Regions from separate parts of the Mus musculus genome. Here regions 1, 2, 4, 5, 6 and 7 are each linked to region 3. A link is a contact called in public ChIA-PET and HiChIP or PLAC-seq data. All regions are on one chromosome and are shown on one strand. The core of a region is the stretch at or near the end of the contact, and the rest is flanking DNA. Distances in the headings are between cores, read along the strand shown.

What was found. HiChIP or PLAC-seq counts read pairs in DNA pulled down with a chosen protein or histone mark. ChIA-PET counts read pairs in DNA pulled down with a chosen protein or histone mark.
Region 1: an H3K27ac HiChIP or PLAC-seq map of large pre-B cells shows a contact between it and region 3, with 3 times the contacts expected there. The contact joins two enhancer-like sites. A contact is called at or near these places in 1 of 15 datasets of contacts at CTCF or cohesin (the NIH/3T3 cell line) and 1 of 115 datasets of contacts at active chromatin or transcription factors (large pre-B cells).
Region 2: a contact with region 3 is called in an H3K27ac HiChIP or PLAC-seq map of double positive thymocytes, with 7 times the contacts expected there. The contact joins two enhancer-like sites. A contact is called at or near these places in 3 of 115 datasets of contacts at active chromatin or transcription factors (astrocytes, double positive thymocytes and large pre-B cells).
Region 4: a contact with region 3 is called in an H3K27ac HiChIP or PLAC-seq map of large pre-B cells, with 4 times the contacts expected there. The contact joins two enhancer-like sites. A contact is called at or near these places in 2 of 39 promoter capture datasets (hippocampal neurons and pre-B cells), 1 of 115 datasets of contacts at active chromatin or transcription factors (large pre-B cells) and 1 of 9 other capture datasets (adipose tissue).
Region 5: an RNA polymerase II ChIA-PET map of memory CD8 T cells shows a contact between it and region 3, with 7 read pairs. The contact joins two enhancer-like sites. A contact is called at or near these places in 1 of 15 datasets of contacts at CTCF or cohesin (the NIH/3T3 cell line) and 2 of 115 datasets of contacts at active chromatin or transcription factors (large pre-B cells and memory CD8 T cells).
Region 6: a contact with region 3 is called in an H3K27ac HiChIP or PLAC-seq map of double positive thymocytes, with 5 times the contacts expected there. The contact joins the promoter of Lbh here to the enhancer-like site in region 3. A contact is called at or near these places in 9 of 39 promoter capture datasets (the 3T3-L1 cell line, hippocampal neurons, liver and 4 more), 1 of 15 datasets of contacts at CTCF or cohesin (the NIH/3T3 cell line) and 9 of 115 datasets of contacts at active chromatin or transcription factors (T-cell acute lymphoblastic leukemia, cardiomyocytes, craniofacial prominence and 6 more).
Region 7: a contact with region 3 is called in a CTCF HiChIP or PLAC-seq map of the NIH/3T3 cell line, with 5 read pairs. The contact joins two enhancer-like sites. A contact is called at or near these places in 1 of 15 datasets of contacts at CTCF or cohesin (the NIH/3T3 cell line) and 2 of 115 datasets of contacts at active chromatin or transcription factors (the NIH/3T3 cell line and large pre-B cells).

The regions. Positions count from the first base shown.
Region 1 is chr17:73,124,227-73,128,157 of GRCm38.p6, forward strand. The region is part of intron 1 of Lclat1 (lysocardiolipin acyltransferase 1); the gene reads left to right. Among named protein-coding and RNA genes, the nearest start is that of Lclat1, 18 kb to the left of the region's middle. Within about 2 kb of position 2,350, at least 14 of the 459 cell types and tissues checked have an H3K27ac peak or open chromatin away from gene starts, as enhancers often do.
Region 2 is chr17:73,257,400-73,261,335 of GRCm38.p6, forward strand. No RefSeq gene overlaps it. Among named protein-coding and RNA genes, the nearest start is that of E330032C10Rik, 8.4 kb to the left of the region's middle. Within about 2 kb of position 1,427, at least 94 of the 459 cell types and tissues checked have an H3K27ac peak or open chromatin away from gene starts, as enhancers often do. A contact at or near this core is called in double positive thymocytes, where this site is marked.
Region 3 is chr17:73,903,901-73,907,849 of GRCm38.p6, forward strand. It overlaps Xdh (xanthine dehydrogenase), which reads right to left. Exons shown (of 36, transcript NM_011723.3): 21 at 3,721-3,845; 22 at 2,795-2,928; 23 at 2,304-2,391; 24 at 2,110-2,196. Among named protein-coding and RNA genes, the nearest start is that of Xdh, 44 kb to the right of the region's middle. Within about 2 kb of position 1,646, at least 22 of the 459 cell types and tissues checked have an H3K27ac peak or open chromatin away from gene starts, as enhancers often do. A contact at or near this core is called in double positive thymocytes and memory CD8 T cells, where this site is marked.
Region 4 is chr17:73,007,021-73,011,239 of GRCm38.p6, forward strand. No RefSeq gene overlaps it. Among named protein-coding and RNA genes, the nearest start is that of Gm30420, 15 kb to the right of the region's middle. Within about 2 kb of position 1,956, at least 85 of the 459 cell types and tissues checked have an H3K27ac peak or open chromatin away from gene starts, as enhancers often do.
Region 5 is chr17:73,162,445-73,166,276 of GRCm38.p6, forward strand. All of the region lies in intron 2 of Lclat1 (lysocardiolipin acyltransferase 1), which reads left to right. Among named protein-coding and RNA genes, the nearest start is that of Lclat1, 56 kb to the left of the region's middle. Within about 2 kb of position 1,442, at least 52 of the 459 cell types and tissues checked have an H3K27ac peak or open chromatin away from gene starts, as enhancers often do. A contact at or near this core is called in memory CD8 T cells, where this site is marked.
Region 6 is chr17:72,916,521-72,920,439 of GRCm38.p6, forward strand. It overlaps Lbh (limb-bud and heart), which reads left to right and starts at 1,785. Exons shown (of 3, transcript NM_029999.4): 1 at 1,785-2,058. The coding sequence starts at 2,033. It overlaps Gm30375 (predicted gene, 30375), which reads right to left and starts at 1,635. Exons shown (of 2, transcript NR_168598.1): 1 at 1-1,635.
Region 7 is chr17:73,051,267-73,055,106 of GRCm38.p6, forward strand. No RefSeq gene overlaps it. Among named protein-coding and RNA genes, the nearest start is that of Gm30476, 16 kb to the left of the region's middle. Within about 2 kb of position 2,490, at least 48 of the 459 cell types and tissues checked have an H3K27ac peak or open chromatin away from gene starts, as enhancers often do.

The DNA of each region.
Region 1 (3,931 bases), core at 1,100-3,599, 780 kb before region 3:
TTATTATACATAAGTACATTGTAGCTGACTTCAGACACACCAGAAAAGGGTGTCAGATCTCATTACAGATGGTTGTGAGCCACCATGTGGTTGCTGGGATTTGAACTCAAGATCTCAGGAAGAGCAGTCAGTGCTCTTACCCACTGAGCCATTTCACTAAGATGATATTTTCTAGTTCCATCCATTTGCCTAAGAATTTCATGAAGTCATTGTTTTTAATAACTGAGTAGTATTCCATTGTGTAAATGTACCACATTTTCTATATCCATTTCTCTGTTGAGGGACATCTGGGTTCTTTCCAGTTTCTGGCTATTATAAATAAGGCTGCTATGAACATAGAGGAGCATGTGTCCTTACTACATGTTGGAGCATCTTCTGGGTATATGCCCAGGAGTGGTATAGCTGGGTCCTCAGGTAGTAGTACTATGTCCAATTTTCTGAAGAACCATGGCTTTATCTGTGTGGATAACTGGCAAATGATTCTGGCTTTGTTCACAACTCTAGGTCCTACCTGCTCAGTGTCCCTTTGAAATTCCCAGTCACCACTTCTGCCTCAGTTAGCTGAGCCAAATTCATTCTCAATATATATATAAATAAAATAAACATGTTGTCTTTCTGCCTTGAGATCTGGATCACAATTGTGTCCTCCATTTCTGGACTGTAGTTTATTCCAGATATAGTTGAGTTGACAACCAAGAATAGCCATCACAATCCACCCCTTGTCAACTTGACACAAAATCATATCTTCTTATGCCATGATTAATATCCAATTGAAAGTAATAGCTAGGTATTAGTAACATATGTTACTATAACATAAAACCTAATATATAACTATCCTTCATACAACTGCAAAAACATTTTAAATTTGGGATATACACATTTAAAATATATGTTTATAGAACATGAAATATTTATATAATATCTATGTTTATATATTTATAATATATTGTATAGATACATATACATTCTATTTATATAGGCTATAAGTATATATGTAATATTTATGTTATATAATATATACTATAGATAGTACATAAATATATTTATGTATTATATACATATATATTTAAATATGTATATATATTTAGTATATGTATTCATTGCATAAGTTCTGTAACTCTAGAGAACCTTGAGTAATACACAAGCCCATTGGTATGTGAAGTAGGAGTGGTATTGTTGGATCCTGCTCTTTACCTAGTTTGATCTGATTTTACTCCCAGGCAGAGTATCAGAATTAAATAGAATTAATTGTAGGGCATCTGGCTGGTGTTGAATCTGATGCTACTTCTAGGAAATGAGTGTCAAAATCAATAAAACTGACAAGGCATCTGACTGGTGTCAGAGTGTAGTGTGTGTCTCTTCAGGAACTGTGGCAGTGGACTCTGCATCTTTTCATGTAGTACCCTTAGGAAGGGCAAGCCTGCTGTTATCTCCCTTGTCCTTTTGGTAGGAAAGGTGCAGTCATATTAGTTCAGGACCACAGAGCTAGATGTTTATGGGAGAATTCTCTGTTTTCTGACCACAGACCTCATTTCTTAACCTTTGTGCTGAGCCAACTGCCATTCTTGCTTTAGGGATTAAAACCATCCTCTGAACTGGCAGGTGTGATCTTTGCATTTATCTCATTTTGTTTTGAGACAGGGTCTGATATGAAGCATAAGACACATGTGTATATCCATGTGCTGGAATTACATGAATGGGCTACAGAGCTTCACCATCATTTTTGAGCTCAGAGCTTCAGTTGCTCCCCTATTGCAGGATAATAATTGTACCGGCTGGTTTTGTGTGTCAACTTGACGCAGGCTGGAGTTATCACAGAGAAAGGAGCTTCAGTTGGGGAAATGCCTCCATGAGATCCAGCTGTGGGACAGTTTCTCAATTAGTGATCAAGCAGGGAGAGCCCCTTGTGGGTGGTACCATCTCTGGGCTGGTAGTCTTGGATTCTATAAGAAAGCAAGCTGAGCAAGCCAGGGGAAGCAAGCCAGTAAGAAATATCCCTCTATGGGATCCAGAAGATGATGAGTGGAGGTGTAAGTTGTATCCCCAACTTGGTTCCTGGTCATGATGTTTTATCCAGGAATAGAAACCCTGGCTAAGACAATACCTGTACTCTTTATGCAGTCACTTAAGTCCCAAAGTGACATCACTGTCCAGACTTTGTATGAACTAAGTAACCACTTGTTGTATTTTTGGATAGGCCACTTTGTGTCTACAGGGGATGCAATATGTGGGTTCTGGCCCCTTGTAAACTATAATGGGAGGTCAGGAAAAGGATGTTGGCATAAAAATAGCACACACAAACCACGTGAGCAGTTCTGGAGGTCAAAAGAGGAGCAGCTGCATGGAGCAGGGCTGTTGGAGGCTGTCCTGCAGACTGGAAGGTTTCGAGAGCTGTGGCTCAGCAGGTGATGGTCTATGCACAGAAAAATGGGAGCAAAGGGATTGGAGGAGATGTGGTATTAGAGCTGATGGCAAAGGCTACTGCACCTTACATGGAGGGAGCCTTTTCTTGTGTTAGAGTGGTATTTTGCCCTCAGATGAGTCTTGAAAAGTTATGCTATGTTTTTGCCAGCTGAATTTTTTTGCCAGATCTTGCTTCTTGCCCACCTTTTAAACATACCGAGTGCTGTTGTAGGGTCAACCAGTGATAAGATTGGGTGAGCATGTTAGTCACAATTTTACTAAAAACAATGCATAAATATTATTTTGGTTTACCATTTTATATGTTATCTGAGCTTACCAAAGGAAGCTTTAAATTATAAAACTTCCAAAGCCAGTCTGAAGAAGGAAGTGTTCTTTAGCTTGAGTGAGTTCTGATAAGTATTGTAAAGTGTATTGTGTGTGAACTCACATGGTTACCATGTGTGGCTCATTCAGTGGAGTGGGTTGATGGCACTGTCCCAACTTGCCAGAGCAGAGAGGTTTGCTGCTGGTCACTTGTCCTCTGTCTTTGAAGACACAGAAACTTTAGTTGATTTTGGTTTGAAAATTAGCTGTGCTATGTAACATAATCCACTTTGGGGAAAAATAATATATAAAGAACAGTTAAAAATCACACAGTCTTATTATAGTTACACAATTTGTACCCATGTTTTTCACTAACTTATATTACCACTTCTTTCCCGTATCATTTTTTTTTTTGCTGTTGTTTTTTTATGACTTCTATTAATACATAAACATCATGTATAAAGTTTGGGACGATTTTCCCCCTTTTTTTCATTTACCGTTTTATAAGTTGCTCCTTTTACTTCATCGATGACTTTCTAAGTTAGTGTATTTTTGTGCTTCACTGTTTAAACCTTGCCGCAGACCCTCTGGGCCCCTTTGCGTGGAACGGGTCTCTAGTCGCAGGTGGGCAAAGCGTTGGATGGAATGACAGACAGATGCACACAGGAGAGGTTGTGTAGAATCTGAATGTAATTTGTCAAATCGAGCATCAAACTTTTTATACAGAAGAAAATAGGGAAGTTGGGTGACACACCAGCAAGGTACAAAGAGGTTACTGGATTCTTACACAAAACAGAGGAATGCAAACACAGAAGGTCTAACAGGAACCACCTGGGATAGAATTCATTGTTAACAACTGGGATTAAAAAGAGCTCCACCTAAGGTCCACTTAATCTTAGAAGCCAGGGGCAAGGGCTTCGTGCCTTTGCCATAGTTCCTATTTTAGTCTATTGTATAGTCCACCTTCCCCCTAGGCCATTGTAAATACGTGTCTATAGTATCTACTCTGGTTCCTCCTTAGGTCTCAAACTTCCTTCTTCCTAGATGATGGTAAATTCCTGTGTAGGGCAGTGACTTAGCTTTTATTCAAAGTGATAGTGTAATACCAGAGGCAATTCTGAATGTCACTGAATAGGCAACATTCTTACTGAATTCCAAGCCCATGGTCAGCTCAAGGACTTTCTAGGATGTTGGAACACTGGTG
Region 2 (3,936 bases), core at 177-2,676, 650 kb before region 3:
ATCTCTCCTATGACACAACTCTTTATTGGGGTCCCGGGAGCTGTAGCTACGGAGAACAGTTGGCTATGTGTTAAGAGGGAGCAGAAAGAGCAGAGCCCAGCTTCACCCCTAGGCTTCATTCTGGTTCCAGAGGACTTGCTGAATTGGCCTCTGCAAGCCAACATTACTAATGGGTTCTGAGCCTGTCATCTGTCCATTGTAGACTCGTCATTCTATACCAGCAGAGAAGGGGCCTTTTGACTCTGAAACGGAAGACCCATTTCATCAGTCAGCGACTGCATTGATTGACAGTTACTATCAGTGGCTATCCAGAGATGCGCACAGAGAGGACCTCTCTCCCGGCTAGCTGTGCACACAAGGCCCTGTGTACACATGAGGTTGAAGAGGTTGCCTTCTTGGACCTTTCTTGTGGACGCAAAGCTATTCCCTTCAACCATTCATCTCCCTTCCTCCATTCTGCACTTGGTTCAACTCTGACCGGGAAATCTCCACATGAAACTCCAAGCTCCTATCCGCCGCCCTCGAGGGTGATTTGCGCACGCTAACCAGTCCCCCCTCCCCTTTCCAACGTCCTTTCTTAGGCCTCACAGCACTGAAAGGGTTTGTGTTCTCTAGAGAGCAGTAAGGATCCCAGGGCCAGAATCTGTCTTTACAGAGCTAACACTTCACTCTGTGCACAGTAAGGGCTTAACATTCTAAGCTTAGAGTAAAAGTATACCTTAGCTGCCATGGGGTTTTGTGTTCTCACCTGGTGGTGGGACCCCCTCCTTCATGGGAAACCTCTGGGTAGGTACCTTATCCTGGTGAGTCTTATCCTGAAAACCCACTGGCCTATTAGTATCCTTAAGAACAGTTAGTGAACTGATTTCATGCATTTGCGTAGTGAGCCCAGTGTCTCTCTGCCTTTCTCTTGATCCTTCTTGTCTAAATTTTCTCCACAGGGGGAGAGCCGACTAGGTGGGCAGGTGCTGTGCCTTTCCAGAAGCTCATTTCTGAATGGTTGGCATCCCTGAGATGTGCTTTCCAGAGCCCAGCAACAGAGCCCAGCAGGCTGGAGCAAGAGATCAGGCTCGCATGCAAAGAAGCAAGGAGCACTGTCAGCCAGAAGGATTCTCTCTCTATATATAGATATAGATAGATATTGTGGTCAAGCTCAGAGTCAGCTATGAGGGGATTTCTCAGCCCTGCATCTGGGGGTCATTTAATATCCAGCTCACCGCGCCACGCCCCTCCCCCCAGGTTTTCTTATGCCTGTGTTGTCCTTCAATGGATCTGGCTGCATTCTCTGCTCCTCCAGGTCTCAGTGAGAAGCAGGCACAGGAACTCTCTCGTGAACTCATTTGCTCTCCCGGTTCCCTCTGCACCTGCTGCCTCTAAGGGCCCGGTGAATCCAGCCGTTTCCACAGCAAACAGTCATAAACAGCCAGAAGCGACCCAGCACTCAGCACTTCCGGTGCAGAAGCAGGGTGGGGAGTCGCTGCTTTGGCAGAGCCCATTTCCATACAGATGTTTTCAGCCATAAAACCGGAGGCTTGAAGAGCAAGAAGTGGGTCGGGTTGCAAATGACAAGGCCTGCGAAGGACATTAGGCTGAAGTTCAGACCGTGATTCAGAGCTTCCTCAGGGCTAACCTGCACCTCACAGCCGGTCAGCTGGGGGCCAGAGGTTTGGGAAAGTGGGAAGTAGCTGAAGGAGCTGAAACCAAAGAGGCCCACCCTGGTTGTGCAAACACAGACCCCCCCCACACACACACACCTTTACCAAACATACCTACTGTGGTATCAGTCCACTGCCTTCAGTTCTTTTTCTTTCTTTCTTTCTTTTTTTTTAATAATTGACAGAAATAATTTTTTTAAAAGATTTATTTATTGGTTATATGTAAGTACACTGTAGCTGTCTTCAGACACTCCAGAAGAGGGAGTCAGATCTCGTTACAGATGGTTGTGAGCCACCATGTGGTTGCTGGGATTTGAACTCCAGACCTTCAGAAGAGCAGTCGGTGCTCTTACCCACTGAGCCATCTCACCAGCCCAAGTTCTTTTTCTTTCCAAACATGCTTGTGACTGAACAAGTTTACTGGGACAGAGCAGAGAGAAGACATTTCTAATGAAGTGTGACTATCTAGTCAGTGGTGACCTTATAGCTTGGGGTTGTCTGATATCAGTGAGACAATGCGATGCAACGTCGTCTTTGTTAGGGTTTCTATTGCTGCAACAAATCCCCATGATCAAAATCCAAGTTTGGCTTTCATTTTGCTCAGGTTTGGGGCAGACAGGGTTTATTTGGTTTACACTCTCATATTGCTGATCATCATTGAAGGAAGTCAAGGCAGGAACCCAAACAGGGTAAGAACCTGGAGGCAGGAGCTGATGCAGAGGCCATGGAGGGGTCCTGCTTACTGGCCTGCTTAGCTAGTTTTCTAATAGAACGTAGGACCCAGGGATGGCATCACCTATGATGGGTTGAGCCTTTTCCCATCAACCACTAAGAAAATGCCCTACAGGCCCGCCTATAATGGGATTTGATAGAAGCATTTTTCTCAATTGTGGTTCTCTCTTTGCAGGTAACTCTAGTTTGTGTTGACACAAGGCTAGCCAACACGAGTATATGTGTCAGTTCATACATGGTTCCTTAGAGCCTGTGATGGTTAATCTTCACCATCAACTTGACTGGATTTAGAATCAACATGGAAACACATCCCTGTGTCTATCAGGGTATTTCTAGAAGGGGCTAGCTGAAGAATGTGCAATACAGTTTCATGAGCTGGGGTACAGATTGGATGAAAAGGAGAATGTCAGTTGAGCATCAGCGGTCATCTCTCTTTGCTTGCTCACAGAAACAATGTAGCAATGTGACGAGTCAAACAATGTAGCAAGGTGACAAGTCTCCACATATTTCAGTTGCTGTGACTTCCCTGTGTGACAGATTGTATCTCTGTGAACTGTAAATCTTGTCTTGAGATGGTTAGCTTTTATTGTCACCTTGAGGCAACTAGAATTAGCTAGGAAGAAAGTTTTAGTAAGTTACCTTAATCAAGTTGGCCTATGGCTATGTCTTTTGGGAAGTGTCTTGTCCATTTTGGGTGACATCCTTCCCTGGGGGTTTGGAGTCCTAAATTATACAAGATAAGAAAAAGCTAGATAAGAGAAAGTAGGCAGCAAGATGGATTCATTTCTCTCTGCTGTTGACTGTGGATATGATGTCACTCACTGCTGCAGTGCCTGCCTTGATGTTCCCTTAATAAACCCTTTCCTTTCCAAAGTTGATTTTTGCCAGAGTTTCCTTTATCACAACACAGATGAAACTATAATACCCTGTAAGCTTCTTCTAGTCAGATATTGTAACTACTGCAATGAAAGAAGGGTGATGCCCAGTGGCTCTTTTTGGAGTTGGACCTCTTTTAACCCAAATCCATTGTAGGAGTGGAGGGAGTTTGAGAAGTCTCATGAGATGACATGGTGGAGGGGGTGAAGTCAAGTACACACAACATGATGGTGGGGGGTCCTTAGTTCTAAGATAGCATAGCTCCTGGAACATCTCTGGGTCACCTGCCATGGTTAAACTCTGCGACCAAGACACAGCACTGACCGTCTTAACTTCTAGCCATGCAATGAAGAGATGTGTTCACACACACAGCTTATAATGAATAGATCAGGCTATGTCTTGTACTGGGACATGAATAAAACATGCAGGGGAGGCAAAAGGAAGAATCAGACTTAGAGCAAAGTGATAGCAGCTCCTTGAAGGCGGTGGCAGGAATGGTCCAGGTAGATATGGAAGGCAGGGCACATCAACTAGATGGGCATAGAAATAAGAGAGTTGGACCATGTCCCCAAAACAGCATCACATGTCCATCAGCAGAGAGGACAGCTGAAAGGTCTAGAATGTTCAGTCTTTGTTCCATGTAGCTGAACTTAATGACTCTTAAAGAGTAGCT
Region 3 (3,949 bases), core at 396-2,895:
GTCCTCAGGAATCAAGAAATGGTGTGGTAAGGAGTTCTAGGGGTTAGAGGTTTAAGGTGTTTGGTTATGCTTCTAGACCTCAACCTTTATGAAAATCAAGTGATCTAAAAATGTCAATGATTATAGAGACTAAAAAGGATCACCCCCTTAAATCCTGTTCTTTTTATCCAAAAGGTCAATAAAAGGTAGCCTAGCAAAGGTCTTAGACATTAACTATTATACTCCAACTGAATACCACATACACACTCATAGACACACACACTCACATATACATATACTCACAGACACACACATCCACATACATACACACACACAAACACATACTCATTCACACGAGTTGTGACCCCGTTCCTATAACCACATCTGCAAAATCTCATCAGAAACCTATGCTTCCATTTTCATGAGGCTCCATTGGGGTGCCCCAACACTCTTGTTCGGATGGTATCACAAAAAGTCAGGTATGGATCTAAGACTCACCACTCACCACCTGTAGCCATTTATAAAGCCCTACCCACACCCTAAATAAAGCCATTGTAAAGCACATAAGACCCTGGACTTTCATGCTCACTTAGCAAAAAGACCTCTTACTGACTTTCCTTCTGGATGGTGCCAAGGGTCTAATAAAGAACCAAGGCCTTCACCATATCCCTGCTGTTCAGTAGCTAGTCAGACTTTAGCAGGCTTGGAGCCACAGCTACTGTGTGTTCACAATTACAATACCCTATGCTTCCTTGACCTCTAACTCAGACTACATAACTTTCTCTCTTGCTCTTTCCATCCCCTTCCTTCCAGTAGTATTTGGGTACAGTTATTTGAATAAGAATGGCCCCTATAGGTTCATATATTTGAACATTTAATCATAAGGAAATGGCACTACTTGGGAGGGATTAAGAGGTGTGGCCTTATTGGAGTAGGTGTGGCCTTGTTGGGTGAAGTGTGTCACAGGGGGTGAGCTTTGAAGTTTCAAAAGATAATAATAAATCAGTACAAATAAAAGACAGAGATTAACAGAGTACATTTAAAAATATGATGTAACTATATTTCTTTGAAATTTTCATTTCAATAATAATAGTAATCATAATATAATATAGGTAGATTGAAAGCAAAAGTTTAGAAAATATAGCATGTAAATATTAAACAAAAGGTACAAAACAGACTTTTAGTAACATTATATAAAGGAGAATTGTGAACAAAACATTATAAGAGAGAGATTATATAATGATAAAACGTCAGTTTCCCCAAAGCATACTCGTTGGTTTGGTCTCAAACAACAGAGAGGAAATACAGATGAACTAACAATTTCAAGGGCTCAAAGAAGAACAGATGAAAGAACAGGAAATCTGCACTTACAGTCAGAGGTCGCTGTGCCCCTTTCTCAAGATACAGAGATACTAGACTGAAAATTAGGAAGGAGGTAGAAGAACTCAGCACAAGCCAAAAGCAGCTACTGGACACCATAAGTAGTGTCCAGTACTCTACTTATGGGAGACAGAAAGCAAAGTCCTCCCTAAAGCTATGTTAGCTCCTCGAACTGTGAAAAGATAAATGTCCATGGCGTATATTATTGAACACAACTGAATTTCATCAGAGGATGTCTCTGCACCAGGATGGGATGCCCTGCAACCTAACTCCCTGAGTATGCTTTACTTTGTAAAAAGTCACTTCCGTTTCCTGTCTACAAATGCCACCTGGCCACCTCTCTGAGCCTCTGTTTTGAGCTGACTGGTTTGTAAAGTGTTCTTTGCTCGTTTAAGCTCTCTGAACTTAATTTTTGCAAAGCTTTTATTTTATAAACAAATATTACATCTTTTTGTCTTTTTCATGAGCATGCACATGCACACACACATACATACACACCACACACACACACCTGAAGATGTATACGTAATAGGGCTAGCATGGCAAATATCTTGAACAGAAAGGACGAGTTACTAATCATAGATATAATATGGTCATTCTCTGCTTAGAGATTGTCCAAGGACGGGAAGCTGAAAGTGAGGAAGATTTAGTTACGTGGCTATACAGAAATAATTGGCAGGGATGCCCCCAGACTGTGCAGCACACCCTTGGCCTTCCAGTCACTCCTAGGGGCAGGCAGATACTACTTACACTCCGAGAGAGATCCTCACTGTTCCCGCCATTGCTGAAGTGAGCCACCTCCAGTGCCACTATAGTCCCAGTCTTCATGAAGCCCACCTGATGAAAGGAGAGTCATTCTCAATATCACCCATGTCTGTCTGTCTGTCTGTCCTGGTCCATCCCACCCATTTATCCTACCCGAGTAGACAGAACAGATCAATCACCTTGTATTTAGCCAGGAAGGGATGTCTGCCACCAGTTATGAGCATGTCCTCGTCTCGGTCCAGCATGCAACGTACAGGGCGGCCTGTCCTGGGGCAGCGGGGGATCAAGGAGGTTAGAAACCTGTAAGCCTCCTGCAGCCTAAGCCCCGTGTGTCTCAGGATGCTAAACAGTACGGAGGTTTGCTTTCCATCTACACACTGAGCTTTTCAGTGGTGGTGCTGTGCTGAAGAACACAGGAAATGCCAGGCTGTGAGTCCTCACCTTATTCCTAGGGAGCTTAAGCTAGTTGGGGGGTGGGGGTGGAGAGAGAAGCCATGAATACAATGTACAAAGAAGCTGGGGAGGGTATCCCTGCCCTTATGTTCAAGGGTTTGAAACAGAGAAAACTGAGAAATCAAAGTAGGGACAATTACTTTCAACAAGGGGAGACTCTAGAAGGCCATCCTGACCAGCTGGCATTGTAGCAGGAGAAGGGGGCCTAGAAACTCACTTGTATGCAGCCAAGGCCACTGCTGTGGATATCAGAGTGCTCCGGGTCTCCTTCCCTCCAAAGCCTCCACCCATTCTTTTCACTCGGACTACAATTCTGTTGTCTGGAACACCCAACATCTTTGCAATAAAGCTCTATACAAAAGAAGAAAAACAACCTTGCATTGACACATCCTCTGGACCTTTTCAAGGCCTGACCTCAACCTGTCCAACATGCCTGGGCCTAAGCACTACTATGAATTCTGAAATTTCTGAAGTAAACATCTTCCCCACCTCCCAGTGGTGACTGGTGCCAGGATCCAGCACTCACTGGTCACCACCAAGTGAATTCAGGCAACTCGGATATTTCCTTTTTTACCAGAAGGGCAAGATAACAGCATGCATTCAGGGTGAAAAAAAAAAAATCATCTCACTTGGCAAGGACTTCTAGGTCAGAATGGTAAGAGTAGATACCAAAAATCCTGGCAACCAATATCATGTACCAGTTAGTACATGTACATACACCTAGTATTGTATTGTATTGATAGTGCATGTGCAATATCATATACAGACAGCTGTATCTGCTAAGTTAATGGTCCTTATGGTTATCACATGGTCCCATACTTGATTTTAAACAATGAGATATTTGGGCAGGATATGCCTTGGTATGTGCTGGCCACATAGCCTCAGAATTATAAAAGTGAAGACTCCCTAGGTTCTAGTGCAAGTTCTAAAATGTATCTGATTGATGAAATGACGCTAGCAAGCCCCACCTTACTAGTTAATGTTAAATGGCAAGTTCAATGTCCCTGGTGGTGAACAGGCTCTGATTCCAAGACTAATACTCATGTCCCTCTTAGGATCTATATCTAGTATCTACTTCTTCCTGTTTCCTATTCTGCCCGACCTGGTCCACTAGGAGTTCTCCTGTCACTGCCTTGAGCTGACCTGGGTTTTCATGGTGTTCTGTGTGCTCACGAAGAGCTCCATCTCGCCTGCCTCGCCTTTCGGCACGGCAATGGTGCAGTGGGTCTCCAGATAGAAGTGCTCCTGGCCACCAATATATAATTCTCCTGGGGGAAGCAATGAGAGACCCCTGATGAGCCCAGATCTGTACAGGGATATGCCTGCTGTGGTGGCTAATCTTGATTGTCAACTTGACACATCTGGGAACTTC
Region 4 (4,219 bases), core at 706-3,205, 900 kb before region 3:
GCCTGTGCTCCGCAGTCTCATGCCGGATCACTGCTGCCAGGCCCGCACATGTGCCGGCAACTCTCAGCCCCATTAGCTCTGTATCTACCCACCAATTCTCAGGCTGGGCCGGAGCTCCTGAGTTCTCTTCACTACAACGCCAGCCCACGCAATGACCGTCAACCCCACAGTCAGCCACAACACTCATTTACCCGGTAGAATCAACTCTTAAAGCTTATAATTAACCAATCAGATTTATGTATCAATAAAATCTCAATTTACAAGATGCCAATACAATATTTTCAGAGCCAATTGATAATGATGAAAGCATTATCCCAATTAGTCTAAACTTATGATATCATAACTACCTGTGGCTGGTTATAGCCATGCTGGTTCATGTCCACTTCCATTTTGCCTTCCCCTTCCTCTCAGACACTGGCTCTCTCAACTCTTAGCTCCGCCTCCCTTTTCCCTGTCCAATCACAGGCCTTCAGCTGCCCTAATGTAATTGGGCAGGGAAAATCCTGCAACAAATCTCTTTCTTTTCTTGAGCCTTGGTCTCTTTGTGCTTGATGTGGAACTAGCCGTGTCTACTCAAAGGGCTCTTGTGAGAAACAATAACTCATGCAGGTCACCTAGGACAGGGATCCACAATCATACCTTTGTCCGTAATGGGCCATTTTACAGACATATTTTTTAGGTATGGAATTTCAATTGCACTGAAAACCAACCGTGCAAGCCACCAAAAGGGGTGACATTTTGAAGAGACGGTGGTGGGTAGCTTGGCCTCTACCCACTCAAACCTACTTGACAAGCATCAAAGACTCTGCCTCGGGGCACATTTGGACAACCTGTGTCTGAGGAAAGCAGACTGCTCTGAGGTTTCAAGAGACTGTGAATAAATATCCCATGAGAGACAAAGATGCCATTTTATCCCGCAGAAGACATGGACGACCCACTATCCAGAGCCTATGCATCTGGGCTAGTCTCTCAGGAGAGTGAATGGGTGTCACTGGACCCCTTTTTCCTTGTTCCCAGATGGTTGCTCAGCCTCGTGCACCTGTAGCAGGGAGGAAATAATCTGAATGCCTTGGTACCTGACCTATGACCTTGCCTCATCATGGTACTAGCCAGTCTGGGTTCCGTTGGGCTAGAGTAACATTGTGTATAGTCAAACCTGTCAATGCCTCCTAGGAGTGTCACATATATCACGGTAGCTGCCCTGCTGCTGAATATGCACAAAACATCCTAAAGAGGCGTCCTTCCTGAAGCCATAATCAAGTCAAGAGCTGGGGATACTGAACTTCGTGTCCTGGGGTGCAAGCGGCTCAGAGAACCAACGCCGACTCCCCAGAGATGGCCATGGTCATGGCAGCATCGAAGAGCAGAGCATTCCACGAGCACGAAGCAAATGCTTCGCTAAAGGAGACCCGAAACACTAGCTGTATCGGCACTGTGAGAGTTCGGGATTATTTGTAATGATTGGAGAAACCCTGTGGACATATACTGTCCCACCTCTGCCCTCGGTTTTGCCAGTCTGTTCAAAACTCAATTTTGACTAAACAGCGCTTATCTACGGTGTGTCTCAGCGTTGTTAGGTGTGTGCTAGGATTACCTCATCAAATCCTTAATGCTGCAAAGCAGTACAGAGATACTCATACCAAATTATGATTGTGACTTTGAGTCTGGGGCCCTGGCCTCGTCCCAAAACTATTAAACATCAAGATCCAAGGCAAGGCATTCAAAATCGAGTCTTAAATTCCCTCCCTGCCTTCTCCGTGATTGTCTTCCAGGGGAATCTGGTCTGTGTCCAGCCATTCTCCACACCGGGAGATACCCACACCCAGAATACGCCAGAATCAAAGATGGATCAGCATAGTGGAACGGGAAGGGAGAATGGGCAGAGTGCGTTCTAGCTGGTTCTGATTTTAACCAGAGAGGTTCCTTTATTTTCTGGTCTATAAAGCAGAGGGAGTGGTTCTCGAAACCACTTCCTGCCCTGCCTCCCCACTGGTGACTGCCTGTGAGTCTCTGAAGGGCTGTGGGTCTCCATTTAATGTGTTTATGTAATCATGAGGTCCTTCTGCCTGTGTGCAGCTTGATGTCCAAGGAGGGACACACTATCTACTTTCCCAGCTTCCCAAAGAGCATTGGGGGAGGACTCTGGAATGTACATCTCCCCCTGGTGACCGGAGGAGGAAACTGCAAGCCGTTTCTCCTGGGCTCCAGGGCTCCCAGCACAAAGTGACTCTTAGCCCACCACACAGAAAAGGTGAATACAGGCTGCCTTGTGCTCTCTGTCCATTTTCTGGTACACATGGAAGAGTTAGAGGATCGAATGGTTGTGAGAAACAAAAGTCCAAACAGGACGAGGCAATGCTGTAGCTCTCTAATGGCTGAGAAAGTTTAGGAAAAACAACCTTATATCAGGATTGGACACTGAAAGTTCTCTGAAAATGTTACCTGCCCCGACTTCTCAGCAGAAGCAGAAGGAATGGCTAATTTTCAGAGCAGAGTATGATTAGAGAATTACTCCAAGTCAGGTTCAAGAGAATGGTAGACCTTCCAGGAGCTGACTAGAAGAAGGTACTTGGAGTGCTTGGAGTCCCCCTCCAGCATCCTCCCAGAGTTATAAGGGGAGGGTGCCAGCAGTAAGTGGGAGAATCAAGAACAAATAGGTAATCTCACATTGAGAAGGTGCTTCATAGAAGCAGGGAAAGGTGACAGGAAAGAACTGTGTGCTTGGGGGAAGGCTGGAGACGTCTCTTTAAGCAATGGCACCAGGAGACTCTATTTGAAGAGGGAACATGGCTGCCATTCCTTGATCCAGATATACATATGGAGGGTGAGCACCTTTCCCCAATGAAAGGAAAGAACTAAGTTAATGGATGAAACTTTTTTTGCTGTTCTCAATTCTTCAATGATAACTGTTGCATAGCTCTCCGTGGATGCCAAGAAAAGACAGCACGTAGCCAGCAAATGTGATTTAAAACATCCCGTAAATAGATGTTTAAAGTGTGTGCTTTGCCCAGACATGAGAATGCTTGAGATTTTATACAGTACACAGTCAAAGCTTGGGTGTTTTCTGTTAGTGGATCTGTCCCTAGTTTATGTGGCTGAAATAAACTTTCATCTGAATTTGGTTTCCGTTTCCATGATGATTTGCCAAACCCTGGCTGTGGGCCAGGTCCGTGGTGGGTCTTGGCCTACATGGGTAAACAAGATGACAGAGTCTCTCAGGGAGTTTTTGGTCTTCTAGAAGAGCAGGGCCAGGAACTGTGACAAAGCTGCTGTTGTGGAAGGAAAGATGAGGCCCTGGAGAGGAGACAGGAGGCACATCTGACCCACAATCATACTTAGAGAAGGCAAGAGAGAGGACACAGTGCTAAGCCAGGCACCCCAAGATGGATGGGAGACAATTAAGGGAAGAGGGGTAAGGGGTGCCATAGAGCCTGTTCCAGGCAGAAGCAAATGCCAGACAAGGAGAGCAGGAGATATTTTATACATACATACATACATATGTGTGTGTGTGTGTGTGTATATATATACATATATATGTGTGTGTGTGTATGTATATGTATATATGTGTGTGTGTATATATGTATATATATATATATATATACATATATATATATATATATATATATATATTCCCTGCAACTAAATCACAATATATAACAACATAAGAAGGCACTTAAAAAAGGAAGGACAAAAAGTTTAACAAGGACAGGAAAAGTGGCCAGAGTTCTGATAGAGATGCACAGATAAGAGAATATCTGGGGCCTCTACAACCAAGTGGAATTTGAAAATCTTCATTTTAACAAGCTCCCTGGATGAATCCTTGACACGAAAAAAAAAATTAACACTGATAAACTACTTTTAAGTCTTTGACAAGTTTTCTACCAAAACAAATATTGAGAAATAAATTTCCAAGCCGTAAAACAATGAGAAAATTGGACAAATTTGAACATGACTGTATTAAAGAATTGTCTGGCTTTTAACGTGTTGAGATATCACAGTTAAGGCTTCTTAAGGACCCTGATGTTCTGGAAATGCAGACTAAGACAGCTACGGATAAAACATGCGGCAGCAGCACGGCCCGGGCAGGAGAGCAGATGAACCGGAGCTAAGAAGTGAAAGACACCTGTCGAAGCCTCAGTGGTTTCGCGCCACTATCCCATTTGTTTCTCTCTGTGCTGGAAGTTTTCCGTAATGAGAACAGATCGCCGTGGCAGCCACA
Region 5 (3,832 bases), core at 192-2,691, 740 kb before region 3:
CCCCACAAAGCTTCTAACAGTGAACAGCTTCCTAACTTCTCAGAGGCGGGTTTGATTCAGTTCTTTCCAGTAATTACAGAGATTAGGAACTTACAAAAGACATGTGACTTCTCTGTGCAGATGAAGCGAACAGATTGGGTAAGATCAGAGTGCACTCAGTGTTCCGTAGTCATGGGGCAGGCGGCACTCTACAAGGTCATCATGGTGCTCTGAGAGCATCCCTCATCTTGAGCTGATGGCTGTTGGTTTCTAGTCCCAGCTCCTGCCTCCTCTGGTACTGGGAAGAGGCCGCTGCCAATCAGTGAGCAGTGCGTGCTTGTCTTTCCCTTGGGGATTGTTCCAGTCCTTTCTCCTTAGCAACAGTGAATTCTTCTTTCTGCTTAGGCTACTGGGCTTGTCAGACTGTTTTGGTAGGGAGGCCAGGTGTTTAGCGTCTGAAAAAGAAAACAGGAATGGAAACAGTCTTCCCTGATTGGTAAGGCCCCTTTCCATCCTGTTTCATCGCCATTCATCACTGAGGCAGCAGGCAGCGCGCCTGCCGTCAGGGTGAACGTGTCTTGTGGCTGCCGTGGGCCCTTCAGATTCAGGTTGACTCAGTTCCTGAAGTGGTGCTTGGGTAGGTTTACATGAACAGAAACAGCTGTGTGTGTGGTGGTGGTGGCTCACACCTGTAATCTCAGCACTTGAAGGGCAGGCGAATCTCTGAGTCTGCCGCTAACCTGGTCTACAGAGTGAGTTCCAGGACATGGGGTGGGCATGGGAGGGTTTCCTGACCATTGACTTTTAAATCATTTATAGTGTATTTTTCTTGTTGAAAAATGAATCCTGTAGTGAGGGCTCTTAAACTCGCAACCATCACTTCTAAAAGTTAGCCTTCCCCTCTTGCCGTTACTTGTGCTTTCAGTTTTCTATACAGATGTGTCTGCTTTATAAATGCAGTACTGCATGCAGCCTGGTCCTCCCAGCTTTCTCAGCACCTTCTCTCCCTCCTCCTCCTCCTCCTTCTCTTCTTTCTCTTTTATGGACACTTGCAGTTAAAGCGTTCTGTTCTTATTCTGTAATGAAATACACTTGACAAAAGGTTCTGACCTCTTCAACATCCTGGATCTCCATAGACACTTAGGCTTGCAGGTGTCTGCCCTGCCACACCTTGCCTGGCCTCAGCTGCTCTCTGAAGTAGATTCTAGGGCCTCTTCATTCTTGCATCTGTCGTGCCAGCAAAGCCAGTCCTACGTGGACAATGCTGTCACATTCTTCTACCAGCTTGAGATGTGACTAGGTCCCCTTTGGAGCACTGCTATCAGCTTCCACGTGCTTATACTGGAGAACACTTACCCAGACAGCTGCTTTCAAGGCAAGGGGAGCACTCTCAGCTACATTTCCTGATCAGGCTCTCTTTTCAAGTAAAATTTCCTTCTCACAAGTTGGAGCCCTTAATGGGTAAAGTCTTTCTCTTTGGGCTCATTTCCTGTTGTCACAGAGCACAGCCAGGTGTTTCTGTGGCTGTAAGGTTTAACTTTTGAGCTCTTTCCTCCTCAATAGACTGCATTTTCTTTTAAGTCTTACCCCCACTCCCAGGGTTTGTTTCTGTTGCTCTGGCTATCCTGGATCTAGCTCTATCTGGATCTATCCTGACTTTTTCTTCTTCTCTTTTTAACTGTAAACCTGGGTAAATCTAGTAAAAAGTAGCCATGCCACAGAATAAAATGCTCTCTTGTCTGAGAATTTCCTCTGCCAAACAGAAGTGATTAGCTTTAAATTCACTTCACCGGTGTTTTCAAGACACAGGCAGATTCTTTGATGTAATTACGAACAGGACAGATGAGAGTTCCATCTTGTGGGGGTGACAGTCCATTACCTAAAACATCCTCTTCAGCTGTGAGCTTGTCTTAGGGTTTTACTGCTGTGAACAGACAGCATGACCAAGACAAGTTTTATAAAAAAACAACATTTAATATGGGCTGGCTTACAGGTTCAGAGGTTCATTCCATCATCAAGGTGGGAGCATGGCAGCATCCAAGCAGGCATGGCATAGGCAGAGCTGAGAGTTCTACATCTTCATCCAAAGGCTGCTAGTGGAAGACTGAGGATCTTATGCCCACACCCACAGTGACACACCCACTCCAACCAGGTCACACCCATTCCAACAAGGCCACACCTCCAAATGATGCCACTCCCTGGTCCAAGAATATACAAACCATCACAGAGCTTATTCACCCTGTCTTTTCTGCTTTTCATTTGAATGAAAAACTTTCTTTTTTCTTTCTGTTAAATGAGGTAGAAGTTGACTGTTACTCTGTTTTATCAGAAAACCAGAGATCCACTTACCTATGCCTCTCAAGCCCTGGGGTTAAAAGCATGTGTCACCATGATCAGCCCATAAAGCTTTTAATTTTAAACAAACCAGCAGAAACATTGAGAAGTGCTTTAATGAATAATCTGTGTGTATTTCTGTGGTGGTAGGCTCGTGCATAGAAGAACATGCCCTGTATTTCCTCTATTGCTGTTCACTTATGCCTTGAGTTAGTGTTTCCCACACCAGAAGCCAGCGAGCCTCCCTCAGCAGCCCTCCTGTCTCCATGCACACTGGAGGAACTGCAGCTGTGAAGCAGGTCCAGCAACAGCACTGGCCAGCCCTGGTTAGGGAGCTCTACCTAGCCGCCCAACGCAAGAAACCAAGACTACAGCACATCCTTATGCCCAACTTCAGTTTAAATTCCAAACCATTTACATGTAAGTCCTAGTTTATTTTATAACTAGTGGAGAAAGGCTTGATCAAAGGGGATTAAAAAAAATCCAACCCCTCAAACACTATGAAACAATTCAACATTGACAGTGAATGAGCTATGAGCATGTGTGGTAGAATGAAACACAAACATGACATTGAAAGAGGAGCAGAAACAGGTCATAGATTTGAATATCCACAAGTAAGGCTTTCTAAAAGAGCTTTAGAAGGAAATACACTCAGTACAAAAAGAAACAACTACAAAGTTGTATCCACGGCTACTTATTCCCAAAAGAGGACACTTGGGAGGCTGTGGTAGGAGTTTGAGCCTAGATTCTGGACAATATAAAGGAGAAATGAAAGGGGAGCAAACCGGCTCACTGTGTAAGAGCTCTCATTTGTAACACACACTTTCCTTCTGAATATTCAATCTAAATTATAACCACGGGTACTAGAAATGTTAATTTAACAAACCTGGCAAGCATTTCAACATTCATTTGTGTCAGGAATTCGATGTAGATGGTATGCTGGAAGATTTTAGTAGACAGTCTTCGTGTATTCTTTGATAACAAAAGATTATCTTTTTAAAAGAAATTTTATTTATTTATTTTATTGGGTATTTATTTCATTTACATTTCCAACGCTATCCCAAAAGTCCCCCATACCCTCCCCCCACTCCCCTACCCCCCCACTCCCCCTTTTTGGCCCTGGCGTTCCCCTGTACTGGGGCATATAAAGTTTGCAAATCCAATGGGCCTCTCTTTCCAGTGATGGCCGACTAAGCCATCTTTTGATACATATGCAGCTAGAGTCAAGAGCTCCGGGGTACTGGTTAGTTCATAATGTTGTTCCACCTGTAGGGTTGCAGATCCCTTTAGCTCCTTGGGTACTTTCTCTAGCTCCTCCATTGGGGGCCCTGTGATCCATCCAATAGCTGACTGTGAGCATCCACTTCTGTGTTTGCTAGGCCCGGCATAGTCTCACAAGAGACAGCTCTATCTGGGTCCTTACAGCAAAGTCTTGCAAGTGTATGCAATGGTGTCAGCGTTTGGAAGCTGATTATGGGATGGATCCCCGGATATGGCAGATTCTAGATGGTCCATCCTT
Region 6 (3,919 bases), core at 535-3,034, 990 kb before region 3:
TGTGTCTGTGACAGGTCACGATGGTACCATCCATTGCCTTTCATCTCAGGTCTTGTGAGGGATTGTATGGGCAAACATGGGAGAAGGTTTTCTTCTGCTAACCCAAGGGTCTGCCTCAGGGCCCACCCTCAGAGGGTTTCCAGGAAAGCTCGGTCTAGAATCTAGATCTCTAGACTTTGGCTTCTCTTTGGCTCCCCAGGTGACAATATGCCACATGTCAGCCAATGGCACTGAGATACTTTCCCATTCTATTAAAAGGCTCAGGCTGCCCCTCCATTAATAACACACCACGGACCATCTTCCCTTGGCCCCTGTTCATAAAGCCCCACCCTCCGCCAGACCCCTGTCACCTGGTCAGAAGCAGAAGCGAATAGTCCTGAAGAGCACAAACAGCGCTTCATTTGTCTCAAGGGGGTAAGGACAGCCTCCTGCGTTTTTCTGATTACAGGGCTTATGAAATACGGCTCTTTTAGGACGCTCCAGTTTTTACTCAGGATGTATATAGGTACGCATAGTTGGGAAAGCAGTTATTGCAAAGTTGCTCTTAGAAAGAGTAGATGCTGAAAATTATGAGGTCCTCTTTCTCAACATCCGCGTGGCCCCTGCTACTGAAAACTCGTCTCTTGATGCCAGCAGCTTTTTGCTGGATATAACCAGTACGCTTTTCTTTCAGGGTGCAGACTTATTTTAAATCACATTTAATTGTGTTTAGTTTTCGACCACGGCTCTCCCTTTCCCCAGTCCCTTTATGCACATAGGTCAAGGTTAGGAAGCTGTTTTACAAGAGTAATTGAAACAGAGGCCACAGCGGGGCAGCGCTGGGTACTGAGTCAGACTCCGTTCTTCCTGGCTGTAGGGGCTGCACAGCAGTTTAGTCTCCAAGATAGACACCGGAACTGCAATTCCTGGGCTATGAAGGAGTCAGTCTCTCAACTCTGTGTTTTCTATCAGATGGGCTCTGGGAGCTAAGGCTAGCCGGGTGTACTTGTATTCCGCTCGTTCTCCTCACCCTCTACTCCCAATGCAAACCGTATATGCTACTCTGTGTGTGTGTGTGTGTGTGTGTGTGTGCACACGCAAGCGCGCTCGCGCAACGGAAAAACCCTAGTAAGACACCACATCCTTTCTCCCACAAACAGAACCCTCCATGGACTCCAGGACCGCAGACTTTTAGAAAGCCAACAATGCCCCCTCCGGCATGGGTGCCTCCAGCCCCGCAGCTGTGCAGCCTTCTTTCCCATCTTTTCCTTTTTCCCCCGGCCCCGCCACGATCGGGATGCCACAGGCGATAATGTCCAAGAGAGGCCTACTTTGCATGGATGACCAGTGAAGGGTCCTGAGATGTGGAAGTCACAGAGAACCCGACAGCGGGCGCTCGGATGGAAGAATGGCGCCCTCCCCCGGCGATCTGTCTCTTCCCGCGTGGGCCCCCATTCCTTCCTCACGCCCACCCATCCCCGTAGCCCTTAGAGTCCCTGTGTTCAGAGAGGGGGCTGCGGACGCTGCGGATTTATGGTCAGGAAGCTGCGTTGACATTGAACTCCAGCTCGGGAACACGCGTGTGTGTCAACGGTGGGGAGGGGGGCGGGCTCGTAGCTGCTGGGAGCCAGCTCAGGCAGGGTGCAGAGCCCGGCTGGTCCCCGCCGCCGCCCGCGGGAGCTATGAGCGCTGAAGCCATTCATGATTTTGGTGACGTTATTCTAAGAGTGGGCGAGGAGAGGCGGGGCCGCTCGCCGACAAGCCCCGCCCCTCCCTTATAAATGCTGCTTCCCGGGCTCTTTGTGGGACCCGGAGATCGGTGGAGAGCGGAGAGCTTGGTCTGCACTGCCTACGCCGTTGGCAGCGAGGCTGTCTCCGGAAGGCGGACCGGCGCTAGCCCAGTACCCGCTCTCGGCTGCCCGCTGCTCTCCTCTGCGCCCCTGCCAATCTCATTCAGGACTCAGTGACTGGTTTTTTTTTGTTTGTTTGTTTGTTTTGTTTTGTTTTGTTTTTCTTAATCACAAGGGCGTGGGTCAGCCTCCCCTAGGACTTCATGTCTGTATATTTCCCCATTCACTGGTGAGTATCCTGCGCCTTTGGCGGCCGCCAGTTTAACCCGGGTGGCTGCGCAGCCCGGCAGCCTCCTAGTGCCGGCTCCGGGTACGAGGCCGGAGAGTGGCACGGACACCCAGTGCGGGTTAACCCGCCAGCCTCAGCCCCTGCAGGAGTCGACGTCAAGGTTGCAAAGCTGGAGGTTGGGGGAGGCGGTGCTGAGAGCATCCAGACAAAGGAAGTGAACTCGGAACCTTCACTTAAGTGGCGGCCAGAGGGCGTGGATATGGTGGCGTTGGGTGGGGAGAACCTGGGGTCCCACCTGAAGCCCCCTAAGGAAACCCTGTCCGCTGAGGGCCACAGGAGATGAGTCCTGCTTGGTGCAGGGGGCTCCGGTTTCCCGGGCCCCTCCCCTTCTCCTTTTTGTTTGCACGCAAGTCTCGGCGTCGAGGATGGCTGCAGAGGGGCCGAGCTGGTGCAGCCGCTGGGTTTGCAGAGCTTCTGGGGGAGGGAGGATGCTGGGGAGACGCTCTCCGCACAAACAAGCCACAAGCATCAGGGTGCAAACTACACCCTCACAACCCCTGCCCTCTCCGTTGTCCCTTAAATCCAACGCGCCTTTGTGGAGGGCCGGGGCTAGGAAGGAGCAAGCTCTCCCAGTGCCAGATTGGAAGAAGCCGGCCACTGCTGAGTCGGGGGCTGCAGAGATTTGCCTGCAGCCGGGGAAGATCGGGTGTGGAGGATCAGAGCCGAGAAGGATGGGGGACAGGCCCCTAGCTGCTGGGACGTGCGCGCCAGCTGCTTCTTCCTTCCTGCTGTGGTGTAGAGGAGGGGCGCTACAGGGAGGCGAGCACCCGTGGTCCTGGAGCGCGCTCGCAGGTGCCAGCCTTGGAGAGCCAGACCCGGGTCCAATGCAAGGTCTGAACCCGGGGAGAGCGGCGCTATTCTGCTTAGCCCAGGAACTCTGAAAGTTCGTGTTTCTCAGTTTAACTTTTTGGGCCCGCGCCACAGTTCCAAAAAGGAACAGACGCCGCTACAGGAGACGACGACCCTGGTCTTAACCCTGTAATGCTATTGACTCTCTTCTTTCAGGGATTGGAGGCAGCTTTTCCAGACTAGGGAGGAAATTGTTAAAGTCTAGCTTCTAACCCTAAACTTGCCCCCATGACAGTCACCCTTTCTTAGTCTCTCCTCCCCCTCCCAGTTTAACTGTGATTAGAGGGGCCAATGACTTTCAAAACAAAGTAAAAATCCCCTACACCTGAAGCTTGTGTACCCCCTCATGTGCAGACAAGTCAGTTGCCATATGGGTGAGGCTTTGAAGAGTGGTGGAGGCCTTGTGCTCCACCCCCAACCCCCCACCCCGCTCAAAATGTAGTAAGGTCGAGATGTTAGAAGCCCATGGGGACATTGGCCCCCCCACTCACCCATTAAGGTTTATGATTATTTTGTTAATTGGTACTTCCTACAACGTTTGCAACATTTTCCCCTTCGGACATAACCGTGAGATTATGCCTTATTAGCAATCATTTGCATCTTGGATATAAACAGGGCTCCCCGCAGCTCAGAGAGGTTCTATGATCTGTTAAAAATCACACAGTGGTGAGGGCAGCTTTTTCAGATCCCGGAGAAGATTATATATATATATATATATATATATATATATATATATATATATATATATACACACACAAGATTCGTGTCTTCCTGTTTTCTTAGATGTAGTTTCTCTAAAGCCTACCCCTGCCTAGACTTTTACCTTTTGAAAACTTTGTGCACACATGTGATCGTGAATACTGGGCGTTGTGTCATGGGTACCTGGATTTGGTGTTAAGTATTTGGTACTATGCTGACTGGACCCTGTGTCTGCCCATGGCCTGTGTAAGGA
Region 7 (3,840 bases), core at 1,240-3,739, 850 kb before region 3:
AATTAATGCTGCCTATTGGAATGTTAGCTGGATCTTGCTAACTTGACAGTTGTAGCAGGTGAGTGCAACTGCTTACGGTAAACTCAGGAGCGCAATGGCCAGGTCGTATCCAGAAGCCAGGATTTCACAACGTTCTTCCATTCTTCAGCTCTTGCATTCTTGATGTCCCCATACCTTTGGGCAGATGGTATGATACAGATGTCCCACCTAAGGGTGAGCACTCAGAAGTCACTTATCTTCAGCATTTGGGCCAGTCATAATTCTCTTAGATATGATTTGTCCCTTAAGGGTACATGTACTGGAAACTTGGCTTTCCGTTATGATGGCATTAAGAGACAGTAGGATCTTTAAGAGGTAGGAGGTGTTAGGAGATATGATCAGCGGCTAATGATGTTGCATCTAGGAGTGATCAAGGCGGTTCTTGAGGCACCCAGAATTCTCAAAAGAACAAAACTGGTCCCTGACTCATCCTCTGGCTTCCCATTCAACCATCTGACTCTTGTGTGATTTTTTTTCCTAGGGAGATAGGAACAAACGTCAGCCAATGACGGACCCATGAAAGCATTCCCCCAACTCTAGCTTAGGGAACAAACAAGTGCCTTAAGGCTACTTACAGGAATGTGAGTGAGAATTACTTACAGGGGTTTCACCAAAACATCCACCCCAGCGTGGGTGACAACTCACAAAGTTTGCTTCCCTGCCTGGAGCTCCCCGAATAACTTTTAGTCAACTTGGCTGACTGGAGAATCTCTTCTCCTCAGTGACTGTTGCTGTTTTTATAACCCCGGGGATGTGCTTTACGGATCTTGGGAACATCCTAAGCCATTTAAGTTTCACTTCCGGGGTCTTAAACCTTCCTCTGGAGGAGAGTGTTTCACTTAGTGTTATACATCACTGCTCATGAAAGCTCTCATCATGGCCATCTGACCCAGTGGAATGGAGCCACGGGGGCGGGGGGGGGGGGGGGGGGCGGGGGAGGGTAACCCTGTTCAGGCTTTCCACCACCAAAACTGTGAGCTAAATAGAACCCTTTTCTTTATAGGTATTGAGCTTCCTACATTTCGTTAGAGCAAGGGAAAATGAACTAGAACAGAAGCAAACCCACTGGTTCAAGAACCTGTGACTCCTCTAAGTGGACATAGCTTCTCTGAGGCCTTTCTGCACTTGGAGGCATGAGCCGTCCTCACCACTCTGGAGTTGGAAGGGCCTGTTCTTTAGAGTGAAAAAGGCAAAGTATCCAACCCTAGAAGCCAAAATGCTAATTCTGCGGTAGCAAAGGTGTCAGGAAGGGAGAGTTTTCCTATGGAGAAAATGTAGCCCAGAGGAAACTCATGCGCCTATCACTGGGTAACTCTAAAACAGCCCTCTGCTGGATGGGCTAGCTCAATGAACTCCCTCAGCCTTAGGAGATGGGGCTCTCAGGGGGAAAACAGCTCGTACCTTAGATGTTGGTTTTGTACAGGTTAAGCACATTTAGTTCCCCTCTTCAGTTTTTTTTGCAAGCTAAAAGTTTTCTACTGACTGGTTATATAGTAATGTAATAATATAGATACTTAACCTTACTAAGCTGTACACTAAAAATGGTTAAGATGGTATCTTTTTATGTGTGTTCTACTGCTTTAAAAATGTCTTGAAGAAGGTACAGAAACTTTTGCAGTGAAGTAGGACTGTGTAGCCTTGCCCAGGAATGCCTGATGCTTAGAAGATCTCTTGGTAGATCTCCATCTACTGTACAGAGTACCTTTAACTGTATTCCATTTGATCCTGACCGCACAGTGACTGTTGGATGCAGAAGGCTTTTATCATTCCAGTTTCTGTATGTTCTAAATGAGACAAAGATGAGTGTCTGGCCCAAGGGGGTAAAGGACTGGGGTGACTCACAGAGCTTGTTATTCCAGAGCCAAGAGTTCATAAGATTCCAAATGAGGTGAGTGTGCCAATGGAGAGACGGGGAGGTGACACCCATGGGTGCTCACACCATGTCAGATATAAGGCTCTGGAGTAGCAGCTATGTGGTTTTGTTTGTTTGTTTGTTTGTTTGTTTTTTGACAAGGCAAGGTTCCATGTAGCTTGGGATAGTTTCAAACTGACCCTGTATCTGAGCATGGAGGACCCTGAATATCTGATCCTCCCGCTAGTGCCTCGTGAGTGCTGGGGTTACAAGCAAGGACCACCATTCCTGGTCAATGTGGTAGTGCTGAGGATGATTGATGCATGTGAGGAAAGTACTCTGACAGCTGAACTCTATCCCACGCCTCCCCTCTAACTTTTCAAGCCTATAAAGTGAGCTGCACTCTACTTTGGCATTACAGTTGTGGGAACATCTGCTAAGAGAGATCCAATGTTCACTAGCCTCCAATGTTACCCAGTTAGGTAAAAAGAGAGCTACTTCCCAACAATAAAATATGGGGCAATGGAAGGGCAGCTGCAGGCCAAGGACTATAGGGAGGAGTTGACTAGGTAACAATTGTTGTGCTTCTTATTGTCCTTAGGTTCTGAAGAACCTGGTGACAATTGGCTGTGCTGACATTGGAGGAGGTAAAAGGGGCAAGCCACAGGTGCAAGAAACAAACCGTTTTCTCAAAGGGAAGTGGAAAAGGAACAAAGAATTGCCACCTCCGAGACACAGACAGGAAAACAAAGTTACAAAAAGCCTGTAATTACAGTGTCAAGAGAAGTGGCCAGAGGAGAGAAAGGGCTGCTTTGCAAGAGACAGGGGAGGAAAAATGCAAAGGCATTTTTTCCCTCCTGTGCTACATTTATAAGAAAGCAACAGACAATGTTTGTACAAACTATGTAGGTCAAGTGGGGGGAGGTTATAAATACATTTGACATTTAGCTAATTTTAAAACAATTTTAAATGCAAAGGGATCAAATGAAACAATGCATGGGAAATGCTTAAATTATAAAGTGCTTTTGCAAAAGGAGAGTGGTACTTATTTTTATGAGTATATTTATAATAAAACTGCAAAGACAAAGAAAACTCAGGCCAAGAGCCTGGGCTGTAGTTCTGCAGGCTTCAACTCTTGCTGTGAGTCCCTGGCCTCTAAGCTTTCTCTTTATCTTGCTGAATTACAGCCTCACTCCACCTCTGGCTCAGAGGGCTGATGTAGGACAGCTGTTTAACAGCTGGCCTGCACTTACCCCAGGTGGTGGCATCTTAGGAATCAGTTGAGCAATTGCTTTGCTATGTGTTGTTTGAGTTTTACAAAAGCCTGTCACAGACTTGAAAGATTCATGTCAGCCCTGAATTAGGTGGTAGACACTGATGTCCTGAATAGGAACAATGGGTGCAGGCTCCACAGGAGAGCTAAGCTGGTTCTGAGGGAAGAGTGGAGGACAGCTGGACCATGGAGGGACCTTCATCACATTGGGAGGAAAAGCACTGTTCTCTTCCTGGGAGGTTCTAAAATAATTCATGTTGCTATAGCTGTATCATACCCCACTGTTTTGGGATTCTTTCTTCTCTCTTTTCTGTTCTGATTTATTCTTCCTCCTTCATTGATGTCCCTCTCATGCTTTTTTTTCCCCTTTGCCTTTCATTGTCTTAGTTAGGGTTTCATTGCTGTGAACAGATACCATGATCGAGGCAACTCTTATAAGGACAACATTTAATTGGCGCTGGCTCAGAGGGTCAGTCCATTATCATCAAGGCCGGAACATGGTAGCATCAAAGTAGGTGTGGTGCAGGAGGAACTGAGAGTTTTACATCTTCATCTGAAGTCTGCTAAGAGAAGATTGGCTCCCAGGTGGTTAGGAGGAGGGTCTCATTGCCCACCCTCACAGTGACACAACTCCTCCAACAAAGCTACACCTACTTTAACAAGCCCACACCTCCTA